2 separate regions of the Danio rerio genome follow, and region 1 is linked to region 2. The links are chromatin contacts, called in public HiCAR-type maps. All regions are on one chromosome and are shown on one strand. Each heading gives the region's core, a stretch centred on a gene start, on an enhancer-like site or on the middle of the called end of the contact. The rest is flanking DNA. Distances are from core to core; before and after follow the strand shown. Region 1 holds the start of cdkn1ba (cyclin dependent kinase inhibitor 1Ba). Region 2 holds the start of rint1 (RAD50 interactor 1).

Evidence for each region. HiCAR-type assays count read pairs that join an accessible place to other places.
Region 1: a contact with region 2 is called in a HiCAR-type map of caudal fin, with 4 times the contacts expected there. The contact joins the promoter of cdkn1ba here to the promoter of rint1 in region 2. A contact is called at or near these places in 3 of 18 Hi-C or Micro-C datasets (caudal fin, embryo and an unstated tissue) and 3 of 4 datasets of contacts at active chromatin or transcription factors (caudal fin, embryo and gastrula embryo).

Annotation. Positions count from the first base shown.
Region 1 is chr4:19,185,579-19,190,260 of GRCz12tu, reverse strand. cdkn1ba (cyclin dependent kinase inhibitor 1Ba) reads left to right here and starts at 2,948. Exons shown (of 3, transcript NM_001013268.1): 1 at 2,948-3,647; 2 at 3,725-3,842; 3 at 4,269-4,682. The coding sequence starts at 3,197. The coding sequence ends at 3,837. It overlaps cdpf1 (cysteine rich DPF motif domain containing 1), which reads left to right. Exons shown (of 4, transcript NM_001025527.2): 4 at 517-844. The coding sequence ends at 645.
Region 2 is chr4:19,102,647-19,107,595 of GRCz12tu, reverse strand. rint1 (RAD50 interactor 1) reads left to right here and starts at 3,533. Exons shown (of 13, transcript NM_001045003.2): 1 at 3,533-3,794. The coding sequence starts at 3,570.

The sequences.
Region 1 (4,682 bases), core at 1,699-4,198, 83 kb before region 2:
AATAAAATAAACGTTTTTATAAGGTTAAGCAACATTGATATATTTGTACGTTGCGGTAGTTGATGTGTTAGTTTAGTTTTTCTTCCAAATGAGCTTTGAGCTGAGGCATAATGTAATAGTTTGAAAGTAAATCGCTTTTTCCAGCAACAGCTTTTGAAATGAATTGGTAAAGGAAAGTTTACTTAACGTCTGTTAAGTGGTGAAATGTATGAGTTAATGTAATGAAGATATTAGTGTAATCCTAAAAAAAGAAAAAGAAAGAAACGTAGTAAAAATGTAAGTTTGATGGGTTTTGTGTGAGAACTGCTGGATGCTGCATTTTGGCAAGAAAGAAATGGAGATGGAGGAAATGAGTAAGTGAAGTTAGAATGTCCAAAAAAAAAGCTAAAGCGTTTCCAAATGCACAATGAGCTTTATTCACATGCATCGTCTTGCCTTTAATGACTGAATTGTGTGCGTGTATAGTGTTGAAACGGTATAGTCACTAAGGCAGAGTTTTGTTCGTTTTACCCACAGGACTGCAGTTTGTTCTACACCAAGCGCTTCTGCTTGCCTTGTGTGCGGGAGCACCTCGATCAGTTTCCAGAGCAGGTTCAGAACGAGCTGCTGAGGAAGAAGAGCGTCCAGAAGAGCACGTCCTCATGATAATTGATTTCATGTGATTATATTCATTTATGATCAGATCAATGAAATGAAAGTGTGAGTGATGATAAAGTTTGATTTTGTGGTTGTGCTCGTATGAAGCAAGTTTGAGCAGCAGAGCATCTGTTGAATGTGACCGTTTATGGTGTTTACACAATATTTTGTAAGTGACAAGAGTGTTAAATAAATAGTGTGAAGAAGATTTTCTGACTCACTGCTCATGTTTCTACACACCACTTGTCTTAGTGGTCATGATTGGACAAATCACAGTTTTGTGTTTGTGTGTACCAGTCGTAGGTGAGCCTAGAACCCATTGCTGAATGATCTCCAAACTCCTGCACTACCCCTACACCAAAAGGAAGACCTGCACGACTCCAGCCTGTGGAAGCCTTGAGTGGAATGAGACTGATCTTCAGAAGCGCCGGTAAGAATATAAATAGAAGTTCCAACTCATCATAAGTGTGAGGAGATCTGTGGCTCAGCGGCATGAGCACTGGCACACCATGCCAGAAAGCGCTGGTTCAAGTACAGCAAGATCTCCGAACGAAGAGGAGGCATGGGCCACAGCAAAGACAGAAGGCTGGAAGGGCAGACGAATGGATCCATGGGGCCCCAGAGCGAAGCAGTGGAGTGGATGGAGACAGTCAGCGGTGGATCAGGTGAAGTCAACCAACGATGGATCGCACACACACAGAGGACTGGACCAAATCTGGAGCAACACAGCATGGAAGGACACAACAAGTGGTGAGATGACACAGCGGAGCATAAACCCAGAAACCACCCAAAGAAAGAAGAAGGGGGGGCCGTGACCGTGGCCCCCCCCCGAGGTTTCGGAGCGTTGATCCGCCGCGGTTATGCTTTAGAGTGTTCCGGAAGCAAGGCCAAAATTTGCTAAAAATTTGCTAAAAATGCCAAAAATGACTTAGTAAAAAAAATTTTACTGAAAAAAAATCCAAAATTTGCCAAGCCACCCTCACACAACCACCTACCTAAATATATATATATATATAAAATACACATAATAATAAACAATAATAAAATACTTGTTTTGTTTTTTTTCTCCTCCCTCCCCCTCATGAATATTTATAAAAGTAAACATTGCTAATTTTAGCCAAAAAAAATTGAAAATAATCTCCCCTTAAAAAATGCTGAAAACAGTACAAATTTCAAACTACCTGAACAATTTCTCCCCAAAAAAAATCTTTAATCAATTACATACATTACAAAAATTCCAATGCATAAAAATTACACAATCAACAGAACTCCAGGAACACATTTCCACATCCCAGCTACTGCACCAAAAAACGTCATGAACTAAATTTCATCCATTACAAAACCACTAGATGGCGACAAACTCATACTTAAAGCAATTGGCCTTTCCTACTGCAATTCAGTCAAAACCAGGAAAACTTGTAACAAACTTTCCTTCCCTGATTTGCACACTTTAGCTCACATCTTTCTACGCAGTAATTGTTGAACCATCGGACAAATTAGACAATTACTCACGACAAAGCAGTAACCATCAATTGTGTACAACTCTACTAATTACTTGTTTTACAGAACATGCCATTACCGATAAGGCACCAGCCAACTCAACTCACACTTGGCCGACATAAACGCATCGCACCAACCTTCTAAGAGTCAGTTCGATTGATCCCCCCCTTTATATCTATCATCTTCTACTACACTGTACGTCTACAGCTTTCACGTAAATGGAACTGGTCCAACAAAGTCTTGGAAAAAAAGGGTCAAAAATCATATTGCTTTTCTTCCATACAACCAAAACTCATTCTGCAGATGTGTTGCCAGATCACTACAGCTTTTAAACATTGACATATTCGCCGTTGTACCCGTTTAGAAAGCACACAATTTTCCCTTTTTATCATCTTTATTGATTCTCAGTAATGACTTTCATTAAATGATTACAAATGCATGGCAGGTTGAGCGTGCGCTTACATTTCACTCAGTGTCATCGTTAGGTGTTCACCATAACTCAATTGTGGGAATAAAACACCTCGTTTTGCCATGTACACACGTTTATCGAGTCTTCGCAAGCATGCATGACATTTCCAGGCAGGCGATTCTGACTTTCGCACTTGCTCTAAATCAAACCGTTCTTCTTCTAACCGCTTACAACTGTTGCTGACTTCGCTCGCACGCTTTTTAACCCTTTCTTTCCTGACTTTTCTTTTTCCTGCTGACGATTAGCGGACATGGCGACTCTGCTGTTTGTATAGTTTTTCGTCGATGGGCGGGGCGCGCGCTCCGACCTCCAATCGCGAGCTTCTTCTGTTTAAATAGCCTTCGCTGTCAATCTTTTTCCCCCTGCCAGTTTTATTTGCGATCGCCATATTGGGTGCTCGAACGACTTGTCTGTTTTCCTCGGAATTACTACGACGGGGATCGCCGTTTTCATGACTCGTTCGCCGCTCGCGCGCGTTCGCCTTTCCGCGTTTGTTATGCGTGCGCCCTGCGCCTCGCTCCGCGTTCTCGGGAGGGATTGCTCTTAGTTACGCCGCGTCTGCGATTCTCGGACAAACTTTTCACGTGCGAAATGTCAAAAGTGCGCGTCTCCAATGGAAGTCCGACGCTGGAGCGAGTGGACCCCAGGCAGGCGGATCACGGCAAGCCGCCTGTCTGCCGAAGTCTCTTCGGCGCCGTGGACCGCCAAGAGTTCGCCAAGGATGTACGGGAGCAAATGCGGGAGATCGAGAGAGCGTCCGCGGAAAAGTGGAATTACGACTTCGCCGAAAACCGACCGCTCGCGCCGGGCGACTACGAGTGGCAGGAGGTGGACGCCGACGAAGTGCCGGACTTTTACACCAGACCCCCTCGCGTAAAACGGCCCTCTTCGGCCGGGACTGTGGATCATAACGGGAACCACGATTATTTCTTGACGGCTCCCTCTCCGTCCCCGGAGAGCGGAGCGGGGAACTCCGAACGCGCGGACGCCGGGAACCGCTCGCTCAGCACGCCGAGGAAACGACCGTCGACGGAAGATCAGGGTAAATGTTTCGCGGCTCGGACGTCTCTCCGTTCGCGAAAGCGACCTTTTCTAACACCATCTACGTTCTCCCAATAGATGATCTTCGCCGAAGCAAAAGACCCAGCGTCCACGCGAGCGAGGCCGACCCCTGTCCGGACGCGACGAGCTCGCTCGAGCGCGCTCCCTGCGAACCGGACCCCAAAACGTAAAGGAGGTGAGTGAGTGAGTGAGTGAGTGAGTGAGTGAGTGAGTGAGTGACTGAATGACTGAGTGAGTGACCGACCGTGCGTCCCGTTCTTTTCTTTTGTGAACGGGAGAGCCGCTTGTTTTCTCACGCGCCGATAAGGTCTGTTATCTGACGCTTGAAACTCTTTCAAAAGCGAGGGCGCGTTCTGTCACCGCGCGAGTGACAGCGCGCTCGGATGGGACCCAAATGCATAACATTGTAGTAACACGTCAGCAGGTCTCTTGTAGGGCGTACGGGCGGGGGAGTAGGGGGAGGGGGTCCGGGTTCGTCATCCGCGCACAAACCTCCTCGCTTTATGTCTGTTTTGAGGACCGAACGTGCCTCGCGTGTGTCACATTTCAGCACATGCGTTTCCTTCGCTAATCTGCTTTCTCCCTCTTCTTCCCTGCACAGATACGCCGAGAAGCCCGCCCTCACCATCGACTACTTCGCCAGCCTTGCCAAGTAAACGGGGACAGACGGCGCTTCCAAAATACAAATCGAGCCTCGGAGGGGCTGAATAAGCACTGAATTTTTACACTAAACTTTTGGCACTCGACAGATTTTATATTTGCCTCAAAAGCAGACGATGTAGCAGTATGCGATTGGAGTTGCTTCGTTTCTTCTTTTACTACCTATGTATATATATATATATATTTTTTTTCTTTTTATAATGTAGCACGTTTTCGTTTCATGTTCATGTCAAAGCAAAACGCGATCCTTCACTAATCCACCGCGCTTCACTTTAAGAATTGCTGCGCGGTTTTTCAAACGCATCTCCCGAACGAACCGTTTTAAAGTAGCCCACATATCCCTATGGATGGATGG
Region 2 (4,949 bases), core at 2,284-4,783:
TTTAATCAATTTGAACATATAAACTTACCAAAAACATACATAAATACATATGGTTAATAAATAAATAAATTATTTAAAAACATAGCTAATAAAAAAAAAAAAAAAAACATTTTTCTTTGGAAAATATATATTGTAAAAAATATTGTTAATCGCAATACTTAACAATACCGCATGTTTATCCAGAAACGTGCAGCCCTATTCTAAACTGTGGATCCTGGTCAACTATAATCCAGACTCAGCATTGCACATTCTGCGATGGGACTATTGCAAATGCGCATACTGAAAAATCAATGCTGAATTGACATATCGCACAGCCCTGAATACTAGTATATTTCAAAATTATAAGACAATAGTATGTACAGTCATAATGACAAACACAAAAGTACTTTTACAAGACCAATTACAAAATGTAAAAAAAAATCTCCTTTAAACAGCACTTGGGAAATATCTGAAAAACAAGAATATTTTTACAGGAGGGCAAATAAATTGTCTTAAAATATACATATTAATACTACTACTTGTTGGGACCCTAAATACATTGTATTCTTCATCGGTAAGTTTTTTTTGGAGAAGAAAATGTATCTGCTTAAAGAATAAAAGTAAATTCATATCCACATTATTATATACAGTATATTTTACACTAGCCAGCCAAACATTATCCACATATCAATAGATCATAATGTGAATTGATATATGTATTATTTTTTTTACTTATTCTAACAACCCACGAACAAAACACAATCAGACTCACCAGTCTTCTTCTTTATCTTGGCTCTGTTGTACAGCAGAAGGCGCCCCAGTTTTCAGGATGCTGTACATAAACCTGAAGGCACTGTGTTTTGATGCTGACTGCCATGCTCAGCTGGACTGGTATAATGTGCCAGTTTAAGAAACATCATACAGCCGTTGCTCAGGCCAGAATTGACTTTGGCAAACACTCTGAAACCTCAAGATCCTTAACAACTTATGTCCTTTCAGCCATCCAAGGCAAGCAGAGCGCTGTCAAAGTCTTGTCAGGAAACCTCAAACCAGAGAAGTGTATCAAGGAGGCCTACAGACACTTGCGCCAGAGACTCCTGCGACTAAATGAGCCAAGAAATAACAGTTTGGCCGATTTATGTCTTGTGCACGACCACAATACCGGGATAAGACATGAAATACTGTATAACTGCTTTTACAGCACTAACCGTGGTGACAGCGGTGTCAAATGTACGCCAAACACAATGTTATCATTGCCACGCACAAATAAAGCAAATGTTTGTCAAATATCCACACATTTTTCGAATAAAGTGTAAATACAAAGGCAACTTTTTGGTGATATATCTTTTTACGCGTAAATTGGTCGTCGTATTAACTTCGTTTACATCTTATTTTGCGTTATTTGTGGCTTGGTTTCGTTATTTAAGATGGCCGCCTTAAAACTACCGTTACGTCGTTGTCAGCAACTAGTTGAACTTACATTTTCATAACAAAAAAAAAAAAGCGTGCGAATGTTGATAAACAAAGACGTGCCGCTTTGTTGTGGAAATAAATGTCTTCGTCCCCCTTGCCAGTCGCACAGAAATGACCACCAAAGCCTAAATCGAGCAGTTTGCGATTGCGAATTCATTTCGGACGCAGCCTCAGCTCATGAATGTTAATGAGATTACGTCAACGGTTATGATTTTTCGTGTTCAGCACAGCCGTTACGCAATTACGTGTATTAATATTCATGAGTTAACATTTTCATAATTATTAAAAATAAATCGCGATACATTTTGTTTGATTTAATAAATATAATACACTAGTTAATAGTCATATTAATCAGAGACAAAACAGAGCAGTCAATAACAAAAATAAATAATTTAATAACAAAAACAAACAAACACACTTTTCAAAAATACGCATAGCATCGTAGGATCTTTATTGGTGAAAGTCAGTAGTGAAAGTATCCATGGCAGTGGACTATAAGCGCTAAAGGAAACAAAAACATTAACATCAAAACAAAAGGAAAAGCAAGCAGCACGCCAAACGCTGCAATCATAGCTCCCTTGATGAGCCTCAGGTGAAGCAAGTGCAGTATATTGGTGCAGTTAAACGAAACAAATTTATTAAACACATATATTTATTAAAATACTATTCTAGTCGCCAAGCGTTTTTGGAAATTGAAAGACATACAATTACATTCAAGCAAAATATTGCAAAAAAATTACAACCTACAAAATGTCAACTAAGTTTTTTTTATTTGTCCTTCTCTTGATTTTTCCTTTTTTATTTGTATTTAATATTTTTTCTATAACATATAAATTTGGGTGTGCTAGTTTTTAGACCGTTATCATAAGTTATTCTGTTAGATAAACTTCAGATTTGGCTTCAGCATTGTCTAATCTGATGTATATGCACAAATATAATATTGTCTAGCTTCCTATAAAAATATGAATTTAAAAGAGAGATTTGTGATGGGTGTACTTATATATGCTGAGCACTGTAAATGTATATATAATATTTTTACTGTTTGCATTGTTTATTATAATCTAAATAACTGTTGTTTCCTATTGATAATTGTTAATTAATCAATAACCAATAAAATATTAATAAAATGTTCACATTTGTGAACTGTACATTTTATGCTAACACTATTAATATTTATATATTATATTTTGTTTTAATGTTTGATTAATTTATATTCATAATTATCAATTATCCATTTAATTAACATTAATCGCGATTCTAACCAATGCTTACTATTTTATCTCGATTATTAAAGAGGTAATGTTAAGTTAGTTTACCCAGAAATGAAAATCCTTTTACTCATCATCATGTTTAAAACCGGTTTGTTTCTGTTTTCTGTTGAACACAAAGGAACATATAATGAACAATGTCATTTACTTCCATAGTATTTTTGTTCGTACTTTGAAAGTCAAATGTCTGCTTTTTCCCCTGCATTCGTCAGAATATCTTGTTTTCTGTTTAACATTTTAAAACCACTTGAGTGTGAGTATATTATAAGGAAAAATTAATTTTGGGTTGCTGTGGATTTAACAAACAAGTAAGGTAAGCAGTGGCTTAGGGCCCCAAATACCCAGACATTTCTATAAATTATATAATGACATTTTCTATATTTTATAAACACAAATTTACCTTAATTAGTACATCTGTGCAAATGTGTCACCCCCACCCCCAACCATGGACCAGTCCAGCAGTCAAATCAGATGAAAATTTACTCTTAAAAAAAAATTAGTTAAATGATTTTTTGTTTAGTTGGGAATTTGTTTTAAGTAAACAAATCTTTTAAAATGTAGAGATTGCGTTAAGATAAAAATATGACAGCAAGACTGGGTTACATAAAAAAACACCTAAATGAACAAGTAAATACAATTTTAAAAAGTGTGGATATTACTATAGGACTTCCAGGTCCTGTGGCTCGAATGGTTAGGGTACCCAAATAACTACATCCGACCCTGATTTTGGGGTAAACAATTCCTTCAATAATTGTGGCAGAAATACGACAGTAAAAAATTGTGTGTTACACCTTTCTGCCACTAGAGGGAGCCTCAAAAACAAACTCCACTGATGACGTGTCGAGCAACATGGCAGCGCCTATGATGGAGCACAACAACCACAGTAACATGGTTCTTTCTGATCTGAAACTAGTAGACAGCACTAAATCTGACTCTCCTTCAGAAGATGGAAACCCTGAAGACGATATAGTTGCTCTTGTGCAGAAGGAGATCGGTGGAGATCTGAAGTCGCTAAAGAAGGTGTCTGGGCTTTTGGAGAAACTGACATTAGAGAACAAGCAGCTAGAAGAGCAGGTAAATAAAGAAAGAAATGCTCTGTACAAAGGATTTATTACGAGTTCATATATATATATATATAACGTAGAGTAGACGCTTTTATTCAAAGCAGCTTACAAGTGAAATGTTTTATATGTTAAAGTTTAAGACAAAATTCACCCAATACTGATCAAGGAATAGAAAAGATCATTCTGTCATCTGTTACTCCTCATTTTGTTACAATGCTCTACATAATTTTTTCCATGGAAGTTGCAAAGGATAAAATAAATAGTCCATAATGCTGGTTATTTAGTCCTCAGTGACTTTCACTGCATGTATGAATGTATGAATGTATGTATGTACCGTGCTCAGCATAATTGAGTTTTGAAAATGAATAATTTTATCCATTTCGCAGTAAATATAGGCAATGTATTTTGGTGCATTTAAACTAAACTAATTTATACAACAGATATACTTATTAAAATAATACTTTCATCATCAAACATATTGAGAAATTGAAAGATAATACGAATAAATTCAAGCAAAATATTGAAAAAAATACAACTTACAAAATTTCAACTAAAAATTATTATTATTTTTTTGCTTCTCTTGATTTTTCCTCCTTTTTTTTAAATTTGTATTTAATATTTTTCTATAACATATCAATTTGGGTGTACTAGTTTTTGGACCATTATCATAAGTTCTTTTGTTAGATAAGCTCCATATTTGGTGTATATGCACAAATATAATATTGTATAGCTTCCTATTAAAAATTTTAAATATAGATAAATATACATTTGTATGTTTGTTGTTAGTTAGTTATTTAGTTAGTTAGTCTATTAAATAATTCAAATGTAACCAAAACAGTTTAGCTTCCATCATTTCCCCCAAATCCCCTTTAGAATAAAAAGTAATGAAATAAAAAAGGAAATTAATGCAACATTTGTGTGCATTTATTGCAACTTAAGTCTTTTTGACTTATTATAAACAACGTATTTAACGGTTGTTTCATGTATTATTTTTATTTATTAATAAAATTTTATTTAATATTTTTAGTTTATTTAACTTTATTTTTATTTTTAAGCATTAATCCTAGATAATCAAAGTTAAAGGGATAGTTCATCCAAAAATAAAAATGTACTTATTAATTGTTATAAATAATTTAATAATTATATTAATTATATAGTATATAAA